6 separate regions of the Mus musculus genome follow, and all the other regions are linked to region 1. A link is a contact called in public ChIA-PET, HiChIP or PLAC-seq and promoter capture Hi-C data. All regions are on one chromosome and are shown on one strand. Each heading gives the region's core, a stretch centred on a gene start, on an enhancer-like site or on the middle of the called end of the contact. The rest is flanking DNA. Distances are from core to core; before and after follow the strand shown. Region 1 holds the start of Zc3h7b (zinc finger CCCH type containing 7B). Region 2 holds the start of Tnfrsf13c (tumor necrosis factor receptor superfamily, member 13c). Region 3 holds the start of Dnajb7 (DnaJ heat shock protein family (Hsp40) member B7). Region 4 overlaps Xpnpep3 (X-prolyl aminopeptidase 3, mitochondrial). Region 5 holds the start of Desi1 (desumoylating isopeptidase 1). Region 6 has its middle 19 kb from the start of Rbx1.

Region 1 (2,560 bases), core at 29-2,528:
GAGGCAGGCGGATTTCTGAGTTCTAAGCCAGCCTGGTCTACAGAGTGAGTTCCAGGACACCCAGGGCTGCATAGAGAAACCCTGTCTCAGAAAATAAATAAATAAATAAATAAATAAGTTAATTAATTAAATTTATTATCATTATTTTCTTTGAGATAGTGTCTCTCTATGTAGCTGACTGCTCTGGCTAGGTAGACCAGGCCTGCCTCTGCCTTCCAAGTGCTGGTGTTGAAGGTGTGCTTCACCAAGCCTGGCCCAATTGTCCAATTTTTAGCAAGCATGGCTTAACTAGACTCCCCTACCTTCCATCTGGGAACACCACCAATATACGCTCAGGATCCTCCTCTTCCACTATACCCCAAGGTGATGTTCCAGTACCTAACCTATCTTGAAGAGATGGCTCAGCCATTAAGAGCACCTGCTGCTCTTCCAGAGGACCCATGTTACATTCCCAGCACCCACACAGTGCTCACAACCATCTGTGACTCTAGTTTCAGGAACTCCTATCCCCTCTTCTAACCTTTGCAAGGCACTAGGGACACACATGATGCCCATGCATATCTACAGCCAAAACACTGGTACACACAAAATAAAAACCCGACTTTAAAAACACTTAAGAACCCTGTTGGGTGGAGCTAACAGCAATCACATTATACCTCAAGTTTTCTGTCTGCTGACCCTGCCTTGCTCCTTGCTCTATAAATTCCCGGTTCATGCTGAATTCAGGGCTGAGCCCAGTGTCTCAGCACCACTGCAAAACCCCACTGCAATGGTCCCTAAACCCATCATGATAGCCCTACCTTGAATAAAATCAGCCAGGCTTTCTTAAACAAGTGTCACTGATTTCCCCCTGCGCCCCCCCGCCCCCAACCCGCTTTTAACTTTCTATACATGAAACCCTAGCCAAAAAGGAGATCCTGACCGAGGTCCTTATCAAAGAAAGGGCACAACATGACCAGATGCTTGGAGATGCCTTCCTTCATCAAAACACCTGGAAAGCCAAGTGTAGCTTTACGCTCGGTTTGAGGGGTGGAAAAACAAAACAGAGGTCGGTCCAGCATCCGCCCAGAAATGCAGAACTGCTAGAAGGAAATCCCAGAAAAGGAAGAGCAGTTTTAAAAGAAAATCAAGGTGAATTCCAGGCATCCCTCCACTGGGAAGGGGGGCTTGCCGACTCCCCCCTCCCCCCCAGGTGCGCAGCCCGCGCCGCCCACCCCGGGCGCGACTAAAGCGAGGAGGAGCTGCGCTCTCTAGGACCCGAGGAGGGAGAGCTGCAGGGAGACGGAGCCTCCAGCGGGTGCTGCCGCGAGCGGCCGGCCGAGGGGGCTGGAAATGAAAGTAAAGCGCTCCGGAGCCACATGGACCGAGCTGCCCGGGCGGCGGCGCCGGGAGCAGGATGCGGCCGCCCGTAATTAAATAGCATTTACTCTTATTATTACTAATAATAATAACGTAATCATACCTCTAGTCATAGCATACCATTTATCGGGCTCGGCGCAGGCCCGCGGGGAGCGCAGCCCGGCCGAGGTGAGTGCTTTGGCGCGGCGGAGCCCCGCGGGGCAGAGGCCGGGCCACCGCGTCCCCGGCGGCGCGCAAGGTTGGGGCGCGCGAGGCTGGGGCGCCCGGGCAGGGCCGGGCAGGGCCGCGCGCGGAGGAGGCGCGGGAAGCCCCGGCCAGGCCACCTGGAAAGGCGGCTTTGCAAGAATAAAGCAATAGCACCTCCATTACCACGAACTGGGTTTTTCTGGGGGGAGGAATCTGTCTGCAGATTCCCGTACCCCTGCCCCAAAGTTTCAAAGTTATTGTGTGGCCGGGCACCTGCCGCCTGGGAGATTGGGGCTGCACTGCAGCCCCCAGGGGATGCCTTGGGATTTTTCTTCCGTGGTGTGGGGCAATCTCCCTTGCGTCTGGAGGTTTGGGTGTGCGCGCGGATGTTTTGCGGATCCCACTGCAAGGAGGTGGTCCGAGGCTGGCAGTTAGGGTCCCCCTTTCCTTTTGTATTCGCTTTGAATCCGCAGTGCCTAGAGGTAGAGGGGCCGCGGCGAGGGCCGGGGACAATGGCCGGCTGATGGGTCGCCCCAGTCGGTTACCGCGGCCACGCGAGTCCGGGGATCCGGGGCCTGCGGGCCCAGCCCTGGGGGAGGGGGCGGCAGGAAAGGGGGGCGCGGTCTGGGTCTGCTGAGCAGGAGGGCATTTCCGGTCGTGGCATCCGTCACTGGGCTCAGAGGCCTCCTGGGTGGGCAGTAACCAGGCAGGGGATTCACGGGGACTGCTGGGGACTGGGATTGTGGCGATTGAGGGGCGCCCTGGCAGGGCTGGGGGCCCTGGGGAAGCAGAGTCGACCCCGCCGCCACTGCCCTCAGCGGACACAAGGTCCCTTCTGCGATCCATAACTCTTTTTCTTTCTATCTTAGAAACCCTCAGGTTCAGGTGTTTGTAAAGTTCCTGGGTTGAGGGTCCTTCGCAGAGACAAAGCCTCCCTCCCCCCCACACCGCAGGAGTGGGAACGTGTAGAAAGAGTTCATTCTTGACAGAATAGGGTGGCCGGGGTGCCAACAGT
Region 2 (2,560 bases), core at 21-2,520, 480 kb after region 1:
GCCAGCTGTCTTGGTGGTCACCAGCTCGGTGGAGCCCAGTTCTGTGGCGGGCACCGGGACGCTGTGGCGTGGCAGGGCGCTGTCTGCATCTTCTTTGAGCGGAGGCCAGGTAGGAGCTGAGGCATGAGGGGTTTCTGAGGAGGGTACAAAGACATTTTCCAGGGACTCTGGGGTGGGAGAGGGAGCAGGTAAGATAAGGCAGGAAGGACGGAATCACAGCCCCCCCCCCCCACGCCCGTTCTAGAAGCCTCCTCTGGGACGGCCCTAGGAGGAGGACGGGGAACAGCACGTGACAGGTCTTCAACACAGGAAGTGCTGAGTTCAGAGACTTGATAAGATGAGGTGAGGGAGAGGGGTGTCTGGTCAGCCCACAGGGCATAACCTAGCATCAGGCCCTTGGGCTCCCAAATGTCAGGGCAGACACCTCCGTCCCAAACATCTCTTTTTGGCCTCTGGGTCTTCTTGCTTGGATTAAGGCTTGGGCTGTACTGTCCTCCCTGCTTTATGACAGCATCAGAGTCAACTCCAGGTCTCCCTCAGTCCTGTGTCGTCCCCCCCCCAACCCCCCCAACCCCCCCCCCAACCTCCCCTAGCCCCGGCAGTTCTCACCTTGCTGGACTCCTTCTGAAGTGTCTGGGGAGGCCGTCCTGAGCTGTTGACGCCACCTCCAGCTCACCAGACTCACTAGACCCACCAGGGTCAGCGCCAGTATCAGTCCCAGGAGTGCGGGGGCACCGACGAGCAGCGCCACGTCGGGTCTCAGCGCGGAGCCCTCCTGAGGCTGCAGAGCTGTCCCAGGCTCCAGGCTGCTTGCTGTTGGCAGAGCGGATAAGGGGATGTGGGGATGAGGGGGATAAAGGGATGGGGGAGGGGGAGACGGAGAGGGACGGGGGAGGGGGAGGGGGAGGAGGAGGGAAAGAGAGATGGGGAGGGGGGAGGGAGAGACTAACAGTGAGGGATGTGGGAGACCATTGGCTCCAGGGTCAGCAGAGGAGCATGCGGCGCTGGTAGGCTGGATACCTCAGGCAGGTCGCGCCTATCCCCATGCCTTTGCTTACTATGTCCAGTGTCCGGCGTGTGGAAGAGCTCACAGGACACGCAGTTTCTCACCAGAGGGTCGAAGCACTCGGTCTGATTGCACTGGGTGGGCACCGAGCTGTCCCGGCTCCTCTGGCTTCGGACCCGGAGTCTCCTGGCGCCCATGTCGCCGCCTCATGCAGCTGGGACAGTTCCGAGTCTGGGCTGTGTGCCCTGTAGTCTAGAATGAAACCGCGACGCAGCATCCTCCGCCCCGCCCTTGCCTGCTGGGGTGGGACCACTGGGGTGGAGCTGCGACCTCGCCTGGAACCCCAGACCTCTTTCACCTGTGGTTCCTGCATTAAACCACTCAACTGTCACCGCAGACGACAGACAGCTGAGCATCATCTGCGCTGGGGGTCACACTGGAGCCTGCTCTTGGACAGCAGAGGGACCCTGTAGCCGCCTACCTTTTCCAGCCCCCTGCTGCTGTGCCTCACCAAGACCAATTGTTTCCACTAACCATCTGCCTCCAAGTCCCTCCTGCTTCCTGCTCTGCCCTTCCCAGGGTTGAGACATCAGATCATCTTGAGTGGCCCATGGGAATGCCCACAGGGGTGCTGGAGGGACACCGATAAATAAAAGACTTCCTAATCTCACTGCCCTCTCTAATCTTCCATATCCATGCCCTCTGCCCTGCCCTACCTCCTGGGCAGAGTCCCCTTTGAGAGTAATGGGGACAGATTGCCAGTCATCCTGGACTCCACGGGAGTGGGTAGGCACGGGGTCTGGCCTGAGGTCCACCAGTGCCAGTCAGCACCAACCATAACAGGAAGGTTCGATTGAGAAAATGACATGGTGTTGGTAGAGAGGTAAAGACTAGTGGCCAGTGTAGGGTAGAACGTGAGCAAAAGCCCGGTGCCTTAAATGGGGAGGCTAAGTTGTGCTCAGACCTGTGGGGCAGGCTGGACCAGCAGAAAACTTGGACTCTGGTCGCAGGGTGCTGGAGAGCCACACTAGCTTTCAGCAAGCAGAGCCCTGGGAAGACCTGAGGATTAGCAAGGGACCTCCCTGTCCCTGCAGGTCCTTTCTTAGATCATAAGCTTGTTCACATCTGTGCCTGTTGTATCAGGCTCTGCCCCCCCCCCCCCAAACCTCCATGTTCTCTCCCACTTGTCTCTCTCATCAGCGTCTCTCAGACCCAGCCCCAGTCACAGTCACACAAACAAGCTCTCTGGGGGTCTTGGGATATGTGCAGCCCCCTCCCCAGGGGTCATGGCCTGGGAAATGCCAGAGGGAGCTGCCAGCTAGGAGCTGGGGCCTGGAGTTCCCTGGTGGGCCTCAAGGTGGGCCATATAGACCTCTGAGCCCTCAGGGCTAGGGGCTTAGAGATATCTTTAGCAGCTGCAAGGGGCAGGGAAACATGCCCTCCAGGCCACACATACTGGAAACCAACCAACGTGGCCACTGCTTGAGGAGTGCTGAGAGAAAGGTGAGAGCGGCGTTGCTAGGGATAGATGGATGGGGTCCAGCTGGAGTGGAG
Region 3 (2,560 bases), core at 35-2,534, 340 kb before region 1:
AGGGAAAGCCTTGTCTCCTTAGCAAGACCCACCCCAGCTAGGGCTACAAAGTTGAAACCATATTTCAAAAGCAAGACAAAGAAACAAAAAACCCCACCTACTCTTACATAGTATTAAACAAATATCATCTAAAAACTCTGTCATTAACCAAAACACAGGAAAGTGGTGTTCAAATGTTGTATGATCATAATGAGTCTAGACAGTCAATTAGTGATTCCTTTTGTTGGACTTCTTCTTCTTCTGCCCCTCTTTGTGCTTCTTCTTTTTCCTCCTACCACCTTCTTTAAATCCTGCTGAGAAAATGGAAGGTTCCTTCTTGTTGGTGACCCAAGATGTTCCTTGTTCATTGTTGTCCACCAGAGTATATTGAGTTGTATTTGAGGAGCTGTAGGAATTTGGTGAGTAATTGTTGAACGACTGTCTTCTCCAGTTACATTTGTCTGTAAAATGCTCTTCATTTGCCACACTATTTACAAGAAAGGATATCAACTCACTGTCATCTTCAGCTTCTCTTTCTTGACGGTTCTCAAAAGCTTTCTTTGTATTAATATTTCTTCCATTAATAACTTTGCCTGAAGGTGTAATGGGTATATAGTTGCCCATTCCAGAATCATCAAGTGCCAGGGAAGAGAATGACGTAAGGCCCTCATGCCCCAATGAAACATAAGATGAATACCCTGTGTCGTAAGAGGAGAGCCCGGAAAGCGCTGGGTGGTCATAGGCGCGGGAGACGTGGGACCCTGCGCCTCTGCCTCTGCTTCCACTGGGGCTTCTTGAACTGTTTAAAAGGCCCTCGAGGGAGTCCTCAAAGAGGTGGAATGAAAACGGATCCCTTTCACCAAAAATTTCCTTAAAGACATCGTCTGCCTTCCGGAATGTGAAGCGGTACTCACGCTCATCGTCGAGATGGCTTGCACCTCTGCCGTCTAATCCTTCCTTGCCGTATTTGTCATAAATGTCCCGTTTCTCAACATTTGATAACACTTCATATGCCTCGGCGACTTCTTTGAATTTTCGCTCCGCTTCCTCTTTATTTTCTGGATTTTTATCAGGATGCCATTTAAGTGCTACTTTACGATAAGCTCTTTTAATGTCTTCTGGTGACGCATATCTCTGCACTCCTAGAACTTCATAATAGTCCACCATAGCTTGACAGTTTTAAAAACAAACACCCTTGATCGTGAGCACTGTGTTTTCGTTGCAACTCAGGCTCTGTTGCTGGTGGCAGTGGCAGAAGTGACTGCAAATAGGCATATTTTTACATTGAAGGTAATGTTAGTACTGTGGGTGAGCCACTGCTAAAAGACTTGAGGGTTCAGATTGTGTGGCAAGCAGAGGAACAAGCATATGTCAGAGCTGCATTATGGTGTCATACTGGGCTAGAGCTAGGGATTGGATCTTCTAAATGCAACTTCTCCCAAGTCATTCTGTGCGATCTATAGCTAATGGCCACAACAGTTTTTTTTATCTAATCTGACCTCCAGATTACTGAGCCTTAGTTACTGCATAGTTCTATGGTTTTGTTTGGCTGGTTGGTTGGTTGGCTTGGGTTTTTTCACTATGAAGCCCCAGCTGTCCTGGAACTTGCTTTGTAAACCAGGATGCCCTCAAACTCAGAGATCTGCCAGCCTCTGCCTCCTGGGTGCTAGAATTAAAGGTGTGCACCACTATTACCTGGCTTCTATGTTTTTATTTAGAAAAATTGAAACTTAGGAAGCTTTGCTGGGGGGCTGGAAGGATGGCTCAGAGCTTAAGAGCGCTGGCTGGTCTTCTAGAAGTCCTGAGTTCAATTCCCAGCCACCTCATAACCATCAATAATGAGATCGGATGCCCTCTTCTGACCTGCTGCCATATTTTGCAGGCAGAATGCTGTATATAATAAATAAATAAACCCTTTTTTAAATGGGGTGGGGGGCTGGAGAGATGGCTCAGTGGTTAAAAGCACTGACTGCTCTTCTAGAGGTCCTGAGTTCAATTCCCAGCAACCACATCATGGCTCACAACCATCTGTAATGGGATCCAATGCCCTCTTCTAGATTTGTCTGAAGACAGCTACAGTGTATTCATAGAAAATAAACAAACAAATAAATAAATCTTTAAAAAAGAAAAGAAAGAAAGAAGATATCCTTATTTTTCATAGTAAGAACAATGATGGAAGATCCACCAGATGGATAGACTGTTGTATAAGAGGCACCATGGGCTATGGTCTAAGGACTTCCTTGAGGTGCTGATGAGATGGCTCAGCGGTTAAGAGCACTGACTGCTCTTCCAAAGGTCCTGAGTTCAAATCCCAGCAACCACATGGTGGCTCACAACCATCTGTAACAAAAATCTGATGCCCTCTTCTGGAGTGTCTGAAGACAGCTACAGTGTGTACACATATAATAAATAAATAAACCTTTAAAAAAAATAGACTTCCTCAAGTCAGTAGCCTACTATTCAAGCTTTCTGCTGGCAGCCATTAGAAATGATACTTCAATTGTAATGGAATAAAAGGTAGTTCATGCCTGTAATCCCAACATGGAAGGCCAAGATAGGAGCATTATGGAGGGTTCCAGGC
Region 4 (2,560 bases), core at 34-2,533, 310 kb before region 1:
TGTTTTGGGGCCTCGTATATTGTACTCTTAGTCTCCTGAATTGTAAGCCTTCCACATTGGTATAGGCAGTGAGTTCTGACTGCTGTGTGAGTATTAAGTTGTTTCATATTTACTGGTTGGCTTAGTTAGTCCCAGTGAGTACTGGAAGAAGGGAGAGTCTGTAAGTTTTGCATTTTTTTTTTAAATAGAGGAATGGATTTCATATGTTATATGAAATATCACCCACATATTATGAAAAAAATATACCACTATTCGTTTCAATCTTTTTTTTAAATATTTATTTATTTATTATATATAATTACACTGTAGCTCTCTTCAGACATTCCAGAAGAGGGCATCAGATTTCATTACGGATGGTTATGAGCCACCATGTGGTTGCTGGGATTTGAACTCAGGACCTTTGGAAGAGCAGTCGGCACTCTTAACCGCTGAGCCATCTCACCAGCCCTCGTTTCAATCTTTAACCTAACTTTAATTTATATTCCTTTCACAGCAGTATGTCCACATTCTGACTGAGTTTTGTCATTCCTAAGAGACAGCCTAGATAGTATTGTGTTCCTGTGCATTCTAGACCTAAAGAGCTCGCTCTCTACCACCAGGCCTTTTGTACACATGCGTTTTGTAAGAGGTCTTGACTTCTTTGCCAGTGTTTGAGTCAAGAAGTCCTAGACTTTGAAGTTTTCTTCTTCCATTTCTACATTAATGTTCAGAGCCAGTGTTTTAGCATCTGATGATAAATACTAATTAAGTCTTTCTCTTTGTAAATTCCTTTAAGTTCAGATAATATTGAGTGTATCGGCCTTGGGATTTTTGTAACCTGAAGAGTTTGATGAGAGACAAATGACAGGTGTCCTATACCTTCCTATGAACATCAAGTTTTGTATCATTGTTTTTTATAGGATTATTAATATTTTTTAATTATTATTATACATAAGTACACTGTAGCTGTCTTCAGATGCACCAGAAGAGGGTGTCAGATCTTATTATGGGTGGTTGTGAGCCACCATGTGGTTGCTGGGATTTGAACTCAGGACCTTCGGAAGAGCAGTCGGTGCTCTTAACCACTGAGCCATCTCTCCAGACCTTTTGTATCATTGTTAATTAACTGTATAAAAGCTGAATTGGTTTAGAACTATAATTATTGTCCTTATTGTTTCCGGTTTGCATGTGTGCATATGTTTGAGGGGTGTGTGTATGTTGTGTGTGTGTGTGTGTGTGTGTGTGTGTGTGTGATATGCAGATACTTAAGTATTTTAAGTGTATAGTTCAGTGGTTTGAGATCATCACCCAGATTTATCATCTCAAGTAAAAACTCTGTACCCAATGGGCAACTTCCCCTTTCCTCCCACACTGAGACTCTTTTTTTTTGTTTTGTTTTGTTTTGTTTTGTTTTGTTTTGTTGGGTTTTTTTTGTTTTTCGAGACAGGGTTTCTCTGTATAGCCCTGGCTGTCCTGGACCTCACTTTGTAGACCAGACTGGCCTCGAACTCAGAAATCCACCTGCCTCTGCCTCCCAAGTGCTGGAATTAAAGGCATGCGCCACCACGCCCAGCCCTTTTTCTAATTTTTATGAGATTGATTTATCTTTGTTGTTGCTACATGCACTTTTGATGTCATATCAGGAAGAAAAATCATTGGTCAAGTCACTTAATAAACACTTGCTAAGATTTTGTACTTTTTATTTATTATATGTGAGTACACTGTAGCTATCTTCAGACATTCCAGAAGAGGGCATCAAATCTCATTACTCATGGTTGTGAGCCACCATGTGGTTGCTGGGAATTGAACTCAGGACCTCTGGAAGAGCAGTCAGTGCTCTTAACCACTGAGCCATCTCGCCAGCCCTGGATTTTGTACTTTTAAATAATATGTTTAAGTTAGTGTTCCATTTTAAGTATATTTTTGTATATGGGAAGGATCTACCTAAATTTTTGCATGTCTCTTTGTTGGTTTTGTATCTTCTGTAAATTATTGAACTTAAGTTTGTGAAAGGGTCTCAGTAAATAGAGTGTGCTAACTTGAAGCTTTCCAAGTGTTGGGATTACAGATAAGTACTACCATGCCTGCTGATAGAGAAGATCTTAATCTTTTTTTACATCTTTCTGAGGTCCTACAGCCTACTCATGTAATCTACCAGAGGTGCCTTTTCAGTCATCCCTACGTGAGAGACATGCTGTTGTCCTATAATATCAAATAGGCAAGCATCCATGCATTCCTGCATCTTCAGTACGCATTGGTTTGACCAAGAAGGGGCAAGATTATTTCATTTCAAGGCATTAGAGGGTTTGCTCATTTGTTTTCATGCTTGATTTTTTTTTTTTTTTTTTTGAGGTAGAGTTTCACGGTATAGAACAGGCTAGCCCTGAACTCAAAATCCTACTCAGACTTCCAAATGCTGGTCTTAAAATGTATGCACCACCATTCTTGGTTTTATCTGTGGGTATATATGGTAGAATACTCTCTTAATTAATTTTGATAAATACAGCACTTCTTTGTGAATAGGGTGAACACACTTTTAGCCTGATCAGGCCATTACTGGTTAAAGCAAAGGATCTCTCTC
Region 5 (2,560 bases), core at 35-2,534, 270 kb after region 1:
GGATTAGTAAGTTCAACTCAGTGACACATCACAAATGGATGTCCTCAAAACTTGCCTTGCTTCCTTGATCCCTGCCCCTTGTGTTCCTTAAGAAATAGGCCTTCCTCCAATGTCTCCAGGAAACACTATAGCTATTTATTGAATGATGCAAAACTATGTCAGTTTCAATCCCTGAAATCCATTCCTGTCCACCATTACCTGAAATGACAAGCCTGACAAATCCTATATGACAGACATTTTGGTATTTGACTTGAAGTGAAGTTGGACCTACACTGAAGGGCTCTTTTTCTCTCTCAGCATGAAACCATTTGAACTGAGCACAACCGATATCCTCACCGATACAGCATCCGGTCCTCCCCCAGAACTGCTTTCTTACCATCTGGTCAAAAGCAATTAACTGTTGAGCGAAAATTGCATCGTCGGACAGAACGTAATTAGTTCCAAGATCTGGCTCAGGGTGACCTGACTTGACCTAACCTGGAGCCGGCAAGGGCTCAAGCCTTCCACCGCTCTAGCGCTCTCTTCCCATCCACTCCAAGGACTGCAGAGGGAATTTCCTTTTGGCGCGGAGGGCAGTCGCTCCGAGGGACACCAGAGGATCTCGTCTGCAGTGTTGCTTCCACCACCAGGGACACGAGCTGGAGGTATCCTCACTTTCTCTACTTTGAGCTAAAGAAGCAGGGTTCCCTGGCTTCTTGGGGAATCCACCAAGATCAGTCGGCTAGCCCCAGTCTCTAGCTGAAGAGGAGCTTGCTCTCAGCCGGAGCGTGTGTCTCCTTGGCTTAGATCATGAAGCTGGACAGGGGTTCAGGGAATCCCACCTCACTGTCCTTGCCCTAGTGGATCTTTCCTACCACCCATGGGCCCGTCTTCCCCCACCCCCCTCGGTGGATCGCTTCCAGCGGCCACCTGCCTTCTTCCCACTGACCCCGGTCCCCTCACCCAGCATGATGGGGCTGAGCCGGCGGGCCAGGCCCTTGGACAGGTCGTACACGTAGAGCTTCACCGGATAGAGATTTGGCGGCTCCATCAGGACCCGTGGCGGCGGCCACGATGGCCCTCGGGCACCCGGCAGCGGCTTGGACCTTCCGGTACCCGACCGGGGTGGGGAGAAGAGGGAGCGGGGGACCGAGCCGGGGCCCGGCCTGAGGGCGGGGGAGAGGCGGCCCTGCGCTGCTCGCGCCCGGACACCCGCGACCGGCAACGACTACTGTGAGGTGACAGAGAGAGAGATCCCAGAGACTCCGCACGGAACAGGGGGCAGGGGCGGGGACGCACTTTCACGCATGTGCGTTCGGTGCTGACGGGTTTCGGGGGCGGAGCTTCAAGCGAGGGGCGGGGCTTTCTCTGGCCGCAAGCGTTCCAGTTTAGGGAACAGGGGGTGGAAGCGGGAAATGCGAGTGGGCGTGCCCGCTTGAAGGGTCGAAGGGCGTGTTGTGCGTGATGACGCAACGTCGCTGATTGGGCGAGAGACAAGGAGCCCGCGTGGACGTGGTGCCCACCTTCTGCTGTCCCAGTGGCTTGCCCGCCTGCGGTTAAGGTAGGTTCGCCGCACCACATGTGTTGGATGAGGCCTGCCTTGGTGGCTTGCTTGCACGCTTAGTGTCGCGCGACCCCTGGCCTCACCACGGAGCAGCGCTGTCGACCTGCAGGACCTGGGTCATGCTCCTTTCTCCCCAGAAGGCGGAACAGGACTGGTGGTTGAGCCAATCTCTAGCTGAAGGTTGGGGGAGAAATGAAGACGAATGTTTCAGCCAGAGCACCAAGTACCGTCCCAGTCCAGTTGGAGCTCGAGATAGGACCTTCAGTGCTGAGCCGCTATGTTATACCTCGCCCTCACCCCTAGCCATTTTGGTCCTGCAGCATCCTTAAGGGATAGCCAAGGGGAGGTTGTTGCAGCAATGACCCCATGCACATTTCTCTTGCCTCTCCAATGATATGGAGAGCTTTGGAGGAAGCAGGAGCCATCATTCACATTCTTTATTAGTGACCCGAGCATTTAGAACAGATCTAAAGAGAACCCAGAAGTCTGTCTGTCTGTCTCTCTTTTTTTTTCTGGTGTGTGTGGCATAGGTCCGGGTACACTGTAGGAAAGCGCATTACCACAGAGCTACCTGCCTTGGTTTTTTTTTTTTTTTTTTTTTTCATTTAAATTCATAACTTCTCTCACCTAGTGAGCAAACCAACATGTCAGAGTGGGAGTCCTACTACAAAACTGAGGGCGAGGAAGAGGAAGAGGAGGAGGAGAGCCCCGACACAGGTGGTAAGTGGCCTGTGTGGAAGATTTTCGCTGTGTACTTTTTTTTTTGCTGGGAGCACTTTATGTTGTCTGATATCCCTCCCTTTTCTCCTCAGATAATCTAAAATATTTTTTCTCCCTTTGAGTTTTACAGTTATTATTTAGATCCTATTTCACTCTATGAACATTCCTAACCCTATTTTCCTTTTTTTTTTTTTACTAACCACGATAGAGAATTTATTAATCTTCAATAAATGACTCTGTCCATGGTAATATTTGTCACTTTATTTTTTACATATTTTTGATTGTTTAAAAAAATCT
Region 6 (2,560 bases), core at 44-2,543, 260 kb before region 1:
GAGCCTCGTGCTTTCAAACGCTGGGATCCCATGTGGGTACCATGTGCTGGGCTTCATCTGTGATAGACAAGCACTCTACCAACTGAGCTACATTCCCCTACCATTTTGGTTTTGGTTTGGTTTTGGTTTTTGGTTTTGGTTTTTTCGAGACAGGGTTTCTCTGTGTAGCCCTGGCTGTCCTAGAACTCACTCTGTAGACCAGGCTGGCCTCAAACTCAGAAATTCGCCTGCCTCTGCCTCCCAAGTGCTGGGATTAAAGGTGTGTGCCACCACTGCCCATGCGCCACCACACCCAGCTCATTCCGCCACCTTTTATTTATTTATTTATTTATTTATTTTCCTTCAGTAACAGCTGAAAAGCAGAAAAATGCTTTAAGAAAACAATGTCAGCCAGGCATGTTAGCTCAGGCTTTTAACCCTAGAACCCAGAGGTTGAGGCAGTTCTCTATGAATTATAGGCCAGCCTGGTCTACATAGTGAGTTCCAGGATATCCTGAGCTACATAATTGAGAGATTCTGTCTTGAAAAAAAAAATTAACCTCAGCACTCAGGAGGCAGAGGTAGGCAGTTCTCTGAGTTCAAGGCCAGCCTGGTCTACAGAGTGAGTTCCAGGACATCCAGGGCTACACAGAGAATCTCTGTCTCAAAAAGTCAAAAAAAGAGAAAAGGAAGGAAGGAAGCAAGGTGGGCAGGCAGGCAGACAGGCAGGCACATATCCAGCACAGCGCAGAGAAACACGCTGCCTGCCTCACTAGGAGCATGCACAGGTTCACTGGCACGCCTCTCTACTCCCAGCGCCACACCTGAACACAGAAGATAAACTGCCGCAGGGAGACTTGGAATTACCAGAGCAGGAACACATAAATTCAGCTTTTGACTTTCAGAATGAACTCTTGAGACCCATAAGGGGAGAAAACATAAATAAAACAAGCCGGAAGCAGATCTGTTTATTCAACAACCATTTGTGAAGCTCCCTCATAGGAGCTGGGAGCAGTTAAAAGGGTGGGACTCAATCTGTGTGGTGAAGGTGGTGCTTGGCCTAGTCCACCACGAAACCAGTTCCGGAAGAGTAGTGGGGAGCAGAGGGGAGCAGAGGGGAGCAGGGGGAGCCAGAGGGAGAGCATGGGGGAGCAGAGGGGAGCAGGGGGGAGCAGAGGAAAACAGGGGGAGTAGGGGGAGTAGGGGGGAGGCAGGGGGAGCAGGGCTGGGTCAGGCAGGACCTTCAGAACAGGCCTGTTCCTGGAGAAGATGACATTAGAACAGAGCTTTGAAAGCGGGCATGGCCTTTTGGACCCAGGTCAGATGTTGGGGATAGAAGTGACATAGACAAGGGCTACAGTGAAACCTGTGAGCTGTGCTGGGCTCTGGGCAGGCAGCGATTGCACAATACACTTGGCACATAGCATTGGGTTGGTTCAAAATGGTAAAGAAAAAAAGAGGTGACGTTTTAAATGAGCCAAGTGTTTCTTCTTCTTTTTTTTTTTTTTTATTGGTTTTTCGAGACAGGGTTTCTCTGTGTAGCCCTGGCTGTCCTGGAACTCATTCTGTAGACCAGTCTGGCCTCGAACTCAGAAATCCGCCTGCCTCTGCCTCCCGAGTGCTGGGATTAAAGGCATGCGCCACCACGCCCAGCTAAGCCAAGTGTTTCTTTTCTTGAACTTAAAGTACTCTCCGATGACACCCTCAGCCCGAGAGTCTCTGCCATAGTCCCTAACTCTACACAGCTGCAGCCTCCTGCTTGCCATGGCTCCCTCCTCTGCCGCTGGCACAGAGGCCTGCTTGCTACCCTGGTTTCTTCCTGTCACTGCCCTGCATTAGGTTGATTTGGTGCTTAGCACAGTGTCTGTGTCCCTCCCCCACCCCACCCCCCCACCCCCGTCCCCCCGTCCCCAGTGAACTTGACATACACAGGCTCATCACAATTGGATGCAAGCACCCAAAGATGAGCTTGGTGCTTATCTGTGGCTTTGTTATCTTTGCCAAGTGCTAGGCTGTTGTGGACAGTCTTTGTCACCTCTTAGAGAGCCGTATTGATGTCCATTACGCTTCCAGCTGCAATGGCTGCACCATGGGCGTGGGTTACAGGTGAGGCTGTCCTGGACTTGCTTCATAGACCAGGTTGACCTTGAACTTACACAGATCCAGCTGCCACTGCCTCTGCCTCCCAACTGCTGGGGTTAAATAAAGGTGGGCACCACCACACCTGACTGAGGCTGAATCTTGCGTGCACCAGAGCCTCTGCCTCCAAGAACTCAGCTGTAGCAGGGGAGAAAAAGCCAAGGGTGACTTCTTAGTGTTTGTCCTAAGTGACAGGGGGATGATGGAGCAATGCATTTGGAGACTGGCAGAGTGGAGTTTCAACACCTATCTGCAGATGTCCTCCATGTATGGTTAGAGCCCTGTGGGCTTGGGGGTACTGCAGGTGAAATATTCTAAGCATGGGGCTATGGAGTGGCTGTCCATGAAAAAAAGTGTTCCTAGAGCCCCAAGGGGACCGAAGCCCATCCCACTCCACGCTGCCCCAAGCCTCCATTTTACAGATTACACTCACCATTTACTT

Evidence for each region. Promoter capture Hi-C pulls out the DNA fragments that hold promoters and counts their contacts. ChIA-PET counts read pairs in DNA pulled down with a chosen protein or histone mark. HiChIP or PLAC-seq counts read pairs in DNA pulled down with a chosen protein or histone mark. Capture Hi-C pulls out chosen DNA fragments and counts their contacts.
Region 2: a contact with region 1 is called in a promoter capture Hi-C map of stem cell-derived epiblast-like cells, with 3 times the contacts expected there. The contact joins the promoter of Tnfrsf13c here to the promoter of Zc3h7b in region 1. A contact is called at or near these places in 2 of 39 promoter capture datasets (fetal liver and stem cell-derived epiblast-like cells).
Region 3: a contact with region 1 is called in a promoter capture Hi-C map of pancreatic islet. The contact joins the promoter of Dnajb7 here to the promoter of Zc3h7b in region 1. A contact is called at or near these places in 19 of 39 promoter capture datasets (the 3T3-L1 cell line, the C10 cell line, the HPC-7 cell line and 13 more), 1 of 484 Hi-C or Micro-C datasets (LSK cells), 4 of 115 datasets of contacts at active chromatin or transcription factors (the 230-238 cell line, bone marrow-derived macrophages, embryonic stem cells and 1 more) and 3 of 9 other capture datasets (adipose tissue, liver and pancreatic islet).
Region 4: a contact with region 1 is called in an H3K4me3 HiChIP or PLAC-seq map of bone marrow-derived macrophages, with 3 times the contacts expected there. The contact joins the enhancer-like site here to the promoter of Zc3h7b in region 1. A contact is called at or near these places in 16 of 39 promoter capture datasets (the 3T3-L1 cell line, 3T3-L1-derived adipocytes, the C10 cell line and 10 more), 1 of 15 datasets of contacts at CTCF or cohesin (large pre-B cells) and 5 of 115 datasets of contacts at active chromatin or transcription factors (the SCID.adh cell line, astrocytes, bone marrow-derived macrophages and 2 more).
Region 5: a contact with region 1 is called in an RNA polymerase II ChIA-PET map of effector CD8 T cells, with 7 read pairs. The contact joins the promoter of Desi1 here to the promoter of Zc3h7b in region 1. A contact is called at or near these places in 2 of 39 promoter capture datasets (cranial neural crest and erythroid cells), 1 of 484 Hi-C or Micro-C datasets (forebrain), 10 of 115 datasets of contacts at active chromatin or transcription factors (the SCID.adh cell line, bone marrow-derived macrophages, effector CD8 T cells and 4 more) and 2 of 9 other capture datasets (adipose tissue and liver).
Region 6: a contact with region 1 is called in a promoter capture Hi-C map of liver, with 2.6 times the contacts expected there. The contact joins the enhancer-like site here to the promoter of Zc3h7b in region 1. A contact is called at or near these places in 4 of 39 promoter capture datasets (embryonic stem cells, liver and stem cell-derived epiblast-like cells), 1 of 484 Hi-C or Micro-C datasets (differentiating embryonic stem cells), 1 of 115 datasets of contacts at active chromatin or transcription factors (bone marrow-derived macrophages) and 2 of 9 other capture datasets (adipose tissue and liver).

Annotation. Positions count from the first base shown.
Region 1 is chr15:81,743,820-81,746,379 of GRCm38.p6, forward strand. It overlaps Zc3h7b (zinc finger CCCH type containing 7B), which reads left to right and starts at 1,279. Exons shown (of 23, transcript NM_001081016.2): 1 at 1,279-1,527.
Region 2 is chr15:82,223,110-82,225,669 of GRCm38.p6, forward strand. Tnfrsf13c (tumor necrosis factor receptor superfamily, member 13c) reads right to left here and starts at 1,271. Exons shown (of 3, transcript NM_028075.3): 1 at 1,059-1,271; 2 at 610-813; 3 at 1-167. The coding sequence starts at 1,203.
Region 3 is chr15:81,406,989-81,409,548 of GRCm38.p6, forward strand. Dnajb7 (DnaJ heat shock protein family (Hsp40) member B7) reads right to left here and starts at 1,285. Exons shown (of 1, transcript NM_021317.2): 1 at 100-1,285. The coding sequence starts at 1,146. The coding sequence ends at 208. The region is part of intron 1 of Xpnpep3 (X-prolyl aminopeptidase 3, mitochondrial); the gene reads left to right.
Region 4 is chr15:81,433,403-81,435,962 of GRCm38.p6, forward strand. The region is part of intron 4 of Xpnpep3 (X-prolyl aminopeptidase 3, mitochondrial); the gene reads left to right. Among named protein-coding and RNA genes, the nearest start is that of Gm17025, 13 kb to the left of the region's middle. Within about 2 kb of position 1,284, at least 1 of the 459 cell types and tissues checked has an H3K27ac peak or open chromatin away from gene starts, as enhancers often do. A contact at or near this core is called in bone marrow-derived macrophages, where this site is marked.
Region 5 is chr15:82,014,936-82,017,495 of GRCm38.p6, forward strand. It overlaps Desi1 (desumoylating isopeptidase 1), which reads right to left and starts at 1,285. Exons shown (of 6, transcript NM_134095.3): 1 at 943-1,285. The coding sequence starts at 1,030. It overlaps Xrcc6 (X-ray repair complementing defective repair in Chinese hamster cells 6), which reads left to right and starts at 1,434. Exons shown (of 13, transcript NM_010247.2): 1 at 1,434-1,540; 2 at 2,175-2,263. The coding sequence starts at 2,188.
Region 6 is chr15:81,484,323-81,486,882 of GRCm38.p6, forward strand. No RefSeq gene overlaps it. Among named protein-coding and RNA genes, the nearest start is that of Rbx1, 19 kb to the left of the region's middle. Within about 2 kb of position 1,294, at least 16 of the 459 cell types and tissues checked have an H3K27ac peak or open chromatin away from gene starts, as enhancers often do. A contact at or near this core is called in liver, where this site is marked.